Linked DNA regions of Mus musculus: region 2 is linked to region 1. A link is a contact called in public Hi-C data. All regions are on one chromosome and are shown on one strand. The core of a region is the stretch at or near the end of the contact, and the rest is flanking DNA. Distances in the headings are between cores, read along the strand shown.

What was found. A called contact is a pair of places that touch in the nucleus more often than the background predicts.
Region 2: a Hi-C map of embryonic fibroblasts shows a contact between it and region 1, with 3 times the contacts expected there. The contact joins two enhancer-like sites. A contact is called at or near these places in 3 of 484 Hi-C or Micro-C datasets (cumulus cells, embryonic fibroblasts and embryonic stem cells).

Annotation. Positions count from the first base shown.
Region 1 is chr15:54,069,009-54,074,366 of GRCm38.p6, forward strand. No RefSeq gene overlaps it. Among named protein-coding and RNA genes, the nearest start is that of Samd12, 170 kb to the left of the region's middle. Within about 2 kb of position 2,958, at least 24 of the 459 cell types and tissues checked have an H3K27ac peak or open chromatin away from gene starts, as enhancers often do. A contact at or near this core is called in embryonic fibroblasts, where this site is marked.
Region 2 is chr15:54,382,573-54,388,627 of GRCm38.p6, forward strand. No RefSeq gene overlaps it. Among named protein-coding and RNA genes, the nearest start is that of Colec10, 25 kb to the right of the region's middle. Within about 2 kb of position 4,504, at least 28 of the 459 cell types and tissues checked have an H3K27ac peak or open chromatin away from gene starts, as enhancers often do. A contact at or near this core is called in embryonic fibroblasts, where this site is marked.

The DNA of each region.
Region 1 (5,358 bases), core at 1,708-4,207:
TAACAAGATGATGACACACAGGACTAAAGAGGGTTTTGTAGACATAAGCAGTATATAGATTTGATTTTGTTGAGATAGTTTGCCAACACTTGGAAATGTGGGTGCAAGTCTGTCTCTAGAGTACCCAAATCCATGTGTGACTGTTTATTAAGAAGGGATATGTTTCAGGAATGGAAGAAATGATGTTTTCAGAAGTATAGAGTCATTTGGTTTATAAATTTGACTTTAATAAAATTGGAAGCACCCTTTTGATTTCTGTAAGAACATAGATCTCACTCCCACGCCCTTTAGTAAAGAAATCTCGGCTAATGAACATCAATGAGTTTCTGTGTTACATTAGTTGCTTCTAACATGGTAAGGCTCTTTCAAGAAGTTTGGTTTTATCCTACAGTGGTGGTGGTGGTGGTGGTGGGGCACTGCCCTTTATGGGAAATTCATCCCTGTTGTACTCCATTCACATTGAGTATCAAGTTCTCATTCTTACACATAGAAATGAGTAGCAGCATCCACTACAATCGACCACGTGCCTTCCAATTGTGAGGTTCCATAAACTGTACAGGTACGAGTTGGAAGAACCGGCATCATGAACGAGCAAGTATCTGCTTCTGATTTCAAGAATATGCTTGATGCAAGAACAACACTTAGTTCTTATCATTAAACATGGAGATGTGCCTTATATAACGAGAAAAAACCCTCTCATCTTCTAAACTTCAATGCTTAATGTTTTGTTATTTGGGTTCTAAGAAACACAATCTTCTCTTAAGGAGAAACGATTTTTTTTAATAGTGATGGCTGATGAGGAAGACGACAAGTGATTTAGCTCTTGATGGCCTTCATAGCGCAAGAACTCTCGGAATCAGCACTGCTTCTGGGCTTTTGCTGAGGGAACTTAGTAGCTGATGAAAATAGGGGGTTAGTAGCTAACAACCCATTGTTTCACTGGATTTAGAATTGGAAAGCACACCACAATCCAGAATCAATCTTCTACTGATTCTGTAGTTCTTCCTCAAAATGCATGGGGATTTTGGTGTTGAATGTGGACAAAATTTATGATCAAACTGGGTCTTTTATTTCTCCAGAAAAAGCTTATGTTTTGCAAAGGAGTGCTTCAGCCAAGAAAGTTCATGGTAGCCCATTCTGTAATGCCAGAGCCCTGCCAGCAGATGGCAGTCACACCACACTGCGTTTTGGCAGTAGGCACTTAACACCAGGAGCCGGTCTTTACCAGGGAGGCTTGCGGAGTCCATGCCTTGGCAGCGAGGCTGATTTACATGGAGATGAATTCCAGGACCCACTGTAGAAGCCTGTGAATTTGGCCTTGAAGTTGAGGATATTCTTAGCTGGAAAAGGCAACAAAGCTCAGTTAAAACAAAACAAAACACCTCCTTAAGTAAGTCTGTCAAAATGAGCTATGAGGTGAACGGCTCAAGGTCTTGGGCCTATGCTGAGCTTTGATTCACGGGCACATGGATCAATATAATCACAGTTAAGGAGTTGGCATGCAAAAATGACGGTTTTTGTCAGGCTGGAAACCCCTGACTGAGTGTTGTATTTTCAGGAGGATTGACTGAGGTTGGAACGTGCCTGGGTCGGGTTTTTGGGAACCAGAAGAAATTCAAAAGTGAAATTCCCAGTCTTGGAAGAGTTAGGGATTCTATACAACAACAGCTCGACTCCCATCACACGGTTGAAGCTCTGTATTGTAGCTTTTTTTTTAACGTTGTTATCATGTGTCCCAGGGGTCCCCTAACCCCGAGCCCACCCCAGCCAAGTCTTTACTATCACAGCTCATCTTGTTGGGTCATTCTCCTTTATCCAACTACTTGTTTTTATTTTCATTTTCTTGAAGATAAATGACGACTTTGGGATACGTAGATAGTCTAAATCGGCGTTTTCAACATGTGAATCACAACCCCTTTGGAGGTGGTGTGACCTTATCACGGGTGTTACCTAAGACTACAGGAAAACACAGAGATTTCCATCACAATTCTTAACAGTAGCAAAAGTTACAGTTATGGAGTAGTAACGTGGCTGAGCGTCACCACAACATGAGGGGCTGTATTAAAGGGTCACAACATTAGGGATGCTGAGAACCACTAGAATGGAAACAAGAGGTCAGCTCCATTTCTCAGGGCTGCTGCTGTTATTATTTGTTGCTTTTGTTTTATTTTGTTTTGTTTTGTTTTATCTGAGCAGGAGGTAAATTTTGTCTCTGTCCATGTTTGGGTTAGTATGTATGGGAACTGTATGGGAACAGGGCTTGGCTGAGGGAAAACAGCCACCGTCCCTTGTTAGAGAGATGTCATATGCGTCATAAAAACTGGATTTACGAAATGTTATTTTTCTCAGGGAAATATTGAAACTGCAGTTGCCATGGAATAACACGGTGACAGAAATATGTGCAGCGATTTGATGAAACTATAGATTAAATCACAAAAACATAAATAGAAGTGCTAGCAGCCCCCTGAGGCCTCTGCTGATCCTGTTTCCTGTGGAAGGTTTACCTTCTGTCTCAGGACCTGGGGTAGATGCTTATCCAGCCACATGGAGAAGAGCTGGAACAGATGTGTCCTCGGTGACCAGGACAGACAGAGACTAGGTGGTGAGAACACTTTACTAGAAGTACAATCTGAGCATCAACATTCACAGAAAATTAAAGAAAAAAAAAACTAATGGAAATGAATAAAATTTAATCAGCCTTTGAATATTTATCTTGCCCAGAAATTCATGTATTGGATATGAAACAAACAAACAAAACAACAACAAGGAAACAGAAACCAAACCCACCAAACATCATAAAAAACCCAACCAACCAACGAACCAAACAAACAAGCACATAAACCTACTTTTTCTGTTCTAATTTCTGGGCATTTGCTGTGACATCAGCGTCAGTTGAGTTTCGAGAATATGCAGGCACGCTTCAAATGAGCACGCTTAGTCATTTCCTCTTGAAGACAGGATTCTTCGTGGATGTTAATCGAGGAAACCCCCAGCTGCAGAGCTGGCCTCTAACTCATGTGGGCTCATCTATTGCCTTCTTTTTCAACAGGGGATGCTTTATGGTTCAGAATCCTTCAAGCTTCCTTCAGGATCAATCCAGACTTCGAATTCCCATGATGTTACACATCTCTGCATTTAAGCAATATCTTTCAGACAAAGAAATAGCTATGTGGGTTTTGTTTTCTAAATTTCATTTTTTTTTTTTTGTCCTGCTATACAGGCATAGGCATGAGAAAGCAGAAGGAAAATATTTACAAACATCCAGAATTGATGTCCTGGCATGCCATAACACAGCTAAACTCGCTATAATAAACAGTTGAAGAGTGATGCATGAGCAGAGCTGTGGCGCTTACTCAGTGTGTGAGAGGAACGCACTGTGCAAGTACACAAAAAGGGAAGAAACCAAGAGAAATAATCAAGATGCCAGGTCTACACTGTGAGAAGAAATGTAAGCAGGATGCCTGAAGGCTCTGGTCTGTTTCTCCTAGATCTACACGGTGGCTCTCAAGCATAAGCTAAACATAAGATTAAGTTTACCGAATGTAAAAGGAGCTTACAGTAAGATTTCTGCTACAAGTATTTTCAAGGAAAATGTTTACTCTCAAAATATTGAGAAGTGATAGAATTAAAACTAAATAAATGATTATGTGAACATGATGTGATTTTTAAAAAAGAATCTACTGCAAAATGTAGTTTTAATAAAACTTTACCAGTTTTGGCCTTAAGTGTTGATTTTTTCTAACATTTATATATATCTTATTTACTATAAAAATTTTGTGTCAGTAAAGTTGATAATTTTCCTCCAACAAAATATCACAGAACAGATGGACAAAATAAAATCCCTATGTTGTTTATTTAACATACATATATGAAGAAAATTAATTTTGAGAAAATATTAAAAATGTGTATAGGTTGAAATAGAAATGGAAACTACGACTTTATTATTATCAATTTATTAGAGCAATATGTGGGTATGTTTTTCCTCTAAAAACTGCAATAATGTAATGAAGCAATTAGCTAATTACTTTTTCTTATATTTATGCTTATTTTATTTTTGAAGCAAAACAAGGCATTGTTTATAAATATTACATAGACGAGAGGTGGGCAGATAGCCAGTTGACAATGTTCTTACTGTGCAACCATAAAGTCCTGTGGTGAGGTACCAGCAATCACGTAAAAACCTGGTACTACACTGGGTGTCTGAAGTCCCAGTGCTGGGCATGTGCAGAGGGGAAATCCTGGGTTTGCTGATTACCTGGCAAAACCATAAAACAGCTCCAGTTTCAGGAAAAGATGGTACCTCCAAAATAAGAGGTATAAGAGGTAGAAATGATGGAGAAAGATGCCAAGTGTTGACTTCAGGTGTACATACACCTGTATACACAGGTATAAAACACACACACACACACACACACACACACACACACACACCCCAAAACATAAATAAAATTGAAAACAAAAATTCTGAAAATGTAAAAGGATTACTCTAGTACTATTCTCTAATAAATACTGTTTTTTTCTTTTCTTGCCATAAAAGTAACCAGGAATAACTTTCTCAGGCTGAGCGAGTCCTGTTAAAATGGTCTTCCCATGGCTAGAGACATGACCAAGACATTAAGAACAGTGGCCGCTCTTCTAGGGAGCTTGTGTTTGATTCCCAGTATTCACATGGTGGCTTCAGTGACAGGCATCTATCTGATGCCCTCTTCTGGCCTGCAAGAGCTCTAGTCTTCCATGTAGTGCACAGGCATACATCTAGGCAAAACACTCATACATATAAACTAAAATCAAAATTAAAAAAAAAACAATTTAAAAAGTGGTTTTCCATAGGTCAATCAGGGTAGGTAGACGATGCTGTTACATTTATTACACTTACTAACCACAGTGGGCTTGACTGTGCTAGAGTACCAAAGTTCAGCCACCATGTCTTAACCCAGTTAAAATAATCAGCGGTGCTATGCCAAATTCCTGATCAGAAGTGAGGTGGTTCAGCAATTAGAAGCTCAGAGACTCATTGTCTTGAGTCTATTGTTATGCCATTGGTTCAAAGTTGCCCCAGTACATCCAGTTGTAGATAGAAGATGAAAATTTGGGCATGTGAGAATGCGTGACAATTGCATGGATAGGCCTTTACATAAGCCATACCACTGCAATTTATGTTCAGATGGTCAAATCCAACATATGCTAACTGCCAAGAACATAGAGAAATACGGTTATGCACTGCACTGAAAAGGGGACAATTTGGTGACTCTCTCCCTCAGTTGTGTTCAGGCTGCTTTCTCTACACTCCCTACTGTTGGGGTAGGTTTCAAGCCATGTCTCTGTATCTCTTGCTGTTTCCAACTACTCATCCCAGTT
Region 2 (6,055 bases), core at 3,254-5,753, 320 kb after region 1:
TTCACATCACACACCCAGATTGCACTAACTTCCCTGTCCTTCCATGTCCACTCCCCAGCCATTGAGACCTTTTCCCACCAAAAAAGAAGTGGAAAAAAAATAAATGAAAATAAAAATTAAAAATTAAAATAAAAAATAGAAAGAGAGAGTCCAATTTGTATTATCCACATCCTCACTGAATAGTCTGTCTGTGGCATGACGCTCAGATAGATCTGAATCCTTTCACACTATCAATTGTAGAGAGTCACACTTCAGCATCCTTATCACACTTTTTAAGAGTGTTCTTTGATGGCTTCCTGTTTAGGCTTTTAGTCTTTTTTTTATTTCAATTCTTAATAAGGAAAACATTTCATTGAGGCTGTCTGATAGGTTCAGATGTTTAGTCCATTATCATCACGTTAGGAAGCATGGTGGCATGCAGGCAAACATGGTGCTGGAGAGAGAGCTGAAATTTTTACATTTGGATCAGCAGGCAGCAGGAATAGAGACTGAATCCACTGGACTGGGCTTTAGTTTCTGAAACCTAAAAGCCTATCTTCCGTGACATATTTCTTCCAACAAGGCCACCCCTGCTCCATCAAGGCCATATTTCCACTGCCAATGAGTCAATGGGGGGCATTTGCAGTCAAAGCACCACAGCATCTAATGAGACTTTCCAGATCAGAGACCATCAGTATCCACAACTAAAGTATTTTCCAGACAGATGAAAAAAAAAAAAAAAAAAAAAAAAAAAAGAAAAAGCTTTTATTGTGTGTCACTAACTCACAAACAGAAAAGATTGAATATTTGAACCTTGTGGTAGTTTGAATATGATTGGCCCATGGGAAGTGTCACTATTAGGGTGGGTGATCATATTGGAGGAGATGTGGCCTTGGTAGGGGAAGTGTGTCACTGTGCAGGTAGGGCTTTGAGGCTTCATAGATATATTAAGTCCAGGCAGTGTGATCCAGAAACTTGTCGTGGCTGCCTGCTGAAAACTCTCTCCTCCTGATTGCCTTTAGATCAAGATGTAGAACTCTCAGGTCCTGCTCGAGCACCATGTCTGCCTACAGGCTGCCATGCTTTCTGCTATAATAACAATGAACTGAATCCCTGAAACTGTAAGCCAGCCCCAATTAAATATTTTCATTTAAAAAATATATATCAAACAGGTTATATTTAGGAATATATATATACATATGTATATATGTATATATATGAATTAATATAGCCATATATATGCAATGAACCTCTAAAGAAAAAGTGAATTGAATTTGAAGTAGAGTGCAAGAGTTATATGGGAAGATTTGGAGGAAGTAAAGGCATAGGAATACCCTTGCTGTGTTAAAATATGAAAAAAAATAGATTCTTGAATTTCTACTGAATAAAATTATGTATAAAATGATTTGATAAATTGCATTTTTAAAGTTCTGGATTTGATTTTAAGTCTTTTAAAACCTGAATTATATTTTTCACTGAAATAGACATTTTAAAATATACATATAATAGAAATCACACACAGATGCACATGCTCACACACACACAAACACATACACATACCAATGTGTGGAGAGAAACACACACACACACAGAGAAAGAGAGAGAGAGACACTAAGTGATGTCCTAAGTTAATATTTATTTATTTATTTATTTATATTGGATATCTTATGCTTGGGACCTTCTTAGAAGGGGGAACAAAGTACTCATGGGAGGAAATATGGAGACAAAGTATGGAGCACAGACTGAAGGAAAGACCATCCAGAGACTGTCCCACCTGGGGATCCATCCCATATACAGTCACCAAACCCAGACACTATTGTGGATGCCCAGAAGTACTTGCTGACAGAAGTCTGATATAGCTGTCTCATGAAAGGCTCTGCCCGAGTCTGACAAATACAGAGGTGGCTGCTCACAGCCAAGCATTGGACTGAGCAAAGGGTCCCAATGGAGAAGTTAGAGAAAGGAATGAAGGAACTGAAGGGGTTTGCAATCCCATAGGAAGAACAATATCAACCAACCAGCTCCCCCCCACCCCTCCATCAGAGATCCCAGGAAATAAACCACCAACCAAAGAGTACACATGGATGGACCCATGCTCCAGCCACATATGTAGCAGCGGATGGTCTTATTGGGCGTCAATGGGAGAAGAAGCCCTTGGTCCTGTGAAGGCTCAATGTCCCAGTGTAAAGGAATTCCAGACCAGGAAGGAGGGAGTGGGAGGGTGGGTGGGGAAACACCCTCATAAAAGCAGGGGGTGGGAGAATGGGATGGGGGTTGTCATAGGAGGGAACCAGAAAAGGGGTAACAATTGAAATGTAAATGTAAATAAAGAAAATATCCAAGAAAAAAGAAGAAAAAAATTCTTCTATAAGAATTGCCATGGTCATGGTGTCTTTCTTTACAGCAATGGAACCCTACCTAAGACAAATGTACGAAAATTTATTATTTTTTATTTTAGAACTTAGAGGTATGGAGATATGGAGATATATATCTGCATTTGTTAAGAATAATTCAATTGTACTCCTGCTGTCTGACCCCTTGAAATAACAAATTGTACCACCCTTATTCTCCCCACTAAAAATATGTTCTACCTTGGAAGAAAATGTATATGTTCTTATTTTCATACTAATTCCAGTGTGCAATTTATGTTGAGTGTCAAGGTCTATATTTTAATTGCAAAAAAAAAGTTTTAAAAATGGGCAACTTGGGTTCTCATAAGAAAGTAGACACAAAAGGCTGTAAACATTTTCAATAGAAATAAGAAGGTGGTATTCTATTGTGAATAGAAGCAAGACTGTACAGATTGTACGAGATCCTGTCTTTGCCAGAAAGACATCAGTATGCATCTGACACTTGGTTGGAGATCTTCAATGAGAATTGCTGGTCTCTGTTCACTGTGTTTTCCACAGAGCATATGAATTATATGAGAGAATAATGAAGCTGTCTTATAACTAAGAAAACACAGCTGAAGGGTTCTGGCTTCTGAGCTCCATCCCAGCCATGCCTCAGAGCTATTTGTTCCATGGTGCTAACTTTATCTTTATTCTATTTTATGGTTTCTGTGATTGAGCGTTGTGTTTTTGCTTCTATGTGAGCAAATGTGTACAGCTGTGTGTGCATGTCTACCACTATTCCCCTTATTCTTTTGAGACAGGGTCTCTCACTGAACCTGAAGTGCGGTTGGAAGGCATAGCAATTCCTTGGCCCCTACCTGCTGAAGTTTGGTGTTATAGGTGCGTGCAACCAAGCCATCATCATTACATGATGCTGGAAATTTGAACTCCATTCCCTAGGCTGGGCAACAAATGTTGTTAAGCCCTAAGCAATCTCTCCTGCCTCAGCCAGTTGTCTTGTCTATCCTCTACAAAATAGGGGAAATAATTTATATATTTTAAAATCATGTGATATTAGCAGGATTCTTAAGAGACTTCCACAATTTATGTATTCCAAAAACGTATTACATACCACTCACATATTAGTCTCAACTTCCTGATAAAATAAGTATTCTCTGAAAATTTTTCAAAGAACAAGAGAGATGAGCAACACAGAGAATATCAGTTCCTGACGTTTGCTTTTGGCATTAGTACTGATCACATAACAAAATGTTATGTGACCAGAGGACCATCCATCCATTTCAATGTTCAGCAGAAGCCAGTGCCACTTATGTTACATTTTATTAGCTACATACAAACTATCCATCCATCCATTTCAATGTTCAGCAGAAGCCAGTCCCATTTATGTTACAGTTTATTAGCTACATACAAACAAAGAGTCTACCTATACATAAATATTGTATTTATACAATGCTTTAGCATGCCATGGACATTGTGTTTAACTCTGCTTTCTGTGCTACTAGTTGAAACTGTAGGGCCATCAAGTCATGTTGACACAAGTGAGCAGTGAAACAAAAGAATTAGACTGGCTATAACCTTGCTTCATGGCATGAATAGACCAAGCTTCTTTTCTCTTCAGCCTCCAATCCTGAGTTTTAATGAGAAGTCCAAAGGTCAATTACTTTTGACTGCTTACACAGAGAGAAAACTGATATCTAGGAAGACTTGCTTGTACTACTCAATCTGCACACACAGCAAATTGGATTTCTATTTATAGAGAATGTTTTTAATTCGTATTTGAAGTATGCACTTAAATTGGACATGTATAAATACTTAACAGATGTGATATTTTATACCTTAAAATTCTAAACATATTTTCCTCTCATTTGATGAATTCTATCCCATAGCCTTGTTTACATGTTTGCTATTTTAGTTCTGTGTAATTCTAGAAATAACTAGTTTCAGACGGTTATGGTTTAGTGAACATGGGGAATTGCTTTAGCTAAAATTATTGTTGCTTGTTTCTAAAACTCCTACAGAATAAATCTATGGTCTTTGGAAAAGCCGAAGTTATTTCCAATGACACATACTATTTGCTGAAAGCTTACGGTAGGCTGACTCACACATCTTTGCATTGCAGTTAGATTAAAATACTATAGCTTTGGCTGAGGGGTAGATGTGTCACGAGCGATTCTGTGGCTTAACAGTTTATTTTGATAGCAGAGAGAAAGTTTGCTTAATTACAGGAGGCTCCTTATTGGTTCTGAAGGAGGAAAAATGTCATCTCAACGTTGATTTCTGTGGAAATGAATCATGCAGCCGTGCCGTGTTAACTTCATGTCTGTCTCCATCTCTCTCTCTCTTTTTCCTGTCTCTTTTAGTTAATCTGAAGGTTGTCACCTCAAATAATGTCTGATGTCTGGCTCTAGGCTATTTGTGGATTTATCCTACCCAATGTGTGTCACTCATCTTTGTTTGGAATTGACAACATTCATCCTAGCAACCTGCCTTTGCGTCTTGCTTCTCTCACATTGGATATTCTGTACAGGTTATAATGGACTGTAGCAAGAAGACCATGATTAATGCTGGCGATCATGAGCCCATAGATGTACAGTAAATTGGAAATTCTTGACATGAATTTATCATCCAAAAAAGTATTTTCAGCACTTACTTTGTCCATATTTTATTGTGCCCATGCTATCTCCTCCTGTGATGCCTCTTAAAAGAAACAGTACAAAGTTCGAGTGTTACTTCCCATATGTCTACTCTCTGTGCGGAAGCTGGAGATTTTAGAATTCTTCCAAAGGTGAAAAAAGATGACATGCATATCCAAATGATTGTAACTTTTACCTTAATTTCTTTTGATTCTCTTAAAATATGATAGATACCTTGATTAACAGATCGAAGGAAAAAAAACTTAAAATGGATACCAGCTTTCTACTGTCTATTTAGGAATCAAATAGTTTTGGCTTTCATCTGAAATGAATGGTCATGCATAGAACTCAGCTGAGAGAGCTTTGGCGCCTTGGGAAGTGCAGACCTTGGAAAACCCTTGTATTTAGGTTTATCTCACCTAAATAACTAAGCCTTCTTACCTTCAACATTATTCAAAGGTATTATTCTCATCATTGGTGGCGTGTGAACACATGGATATGAGTGTGCACTATCTCCAAACGGTAATGCACATTTACCAAGGAGGGGACCCTTTCACAGAATGTGTATTTGTATGCATGTGTAAGGGAAGAAACATTTTTATCAGTTGATTTGAAATAATAATAAGGGGATATTCTATGAACTATCACAGAATATTTTTGTTATTGTTATTTTCTATTACAGAAGCTCCCAATTTCCTGAATTTTACTGTAAAAAGAACCTAAAATCTAATAGGATGAAGCAAATGGTTTTAAATGTTCATTGCCAAGGGTATCGTATCAATTACTGTTAAAAACAACCTAATTAAGAAAACCACAGTTCTCAGCAATAATAAAAATAAATGAAGTTTGAGCTGCCTTTTTTTTATTTAGAGAAACTAAGAAAATAAGCTTTTCTCATGGATGTTAGGAAAATTGATTTTCAAGACAAATTCTAGTTTGAACAAATTTAATCCATTTTTTTTCTACATCCCCTTGTGGGTACCCATTACCCATCAGGTAAAAGCCATCATTCTGCATAATCATGTGCAAAATTCAGGTGCTCACCCATCAAAGAAAGAAATTATTTTAAACATATTAATTTAATAAAGC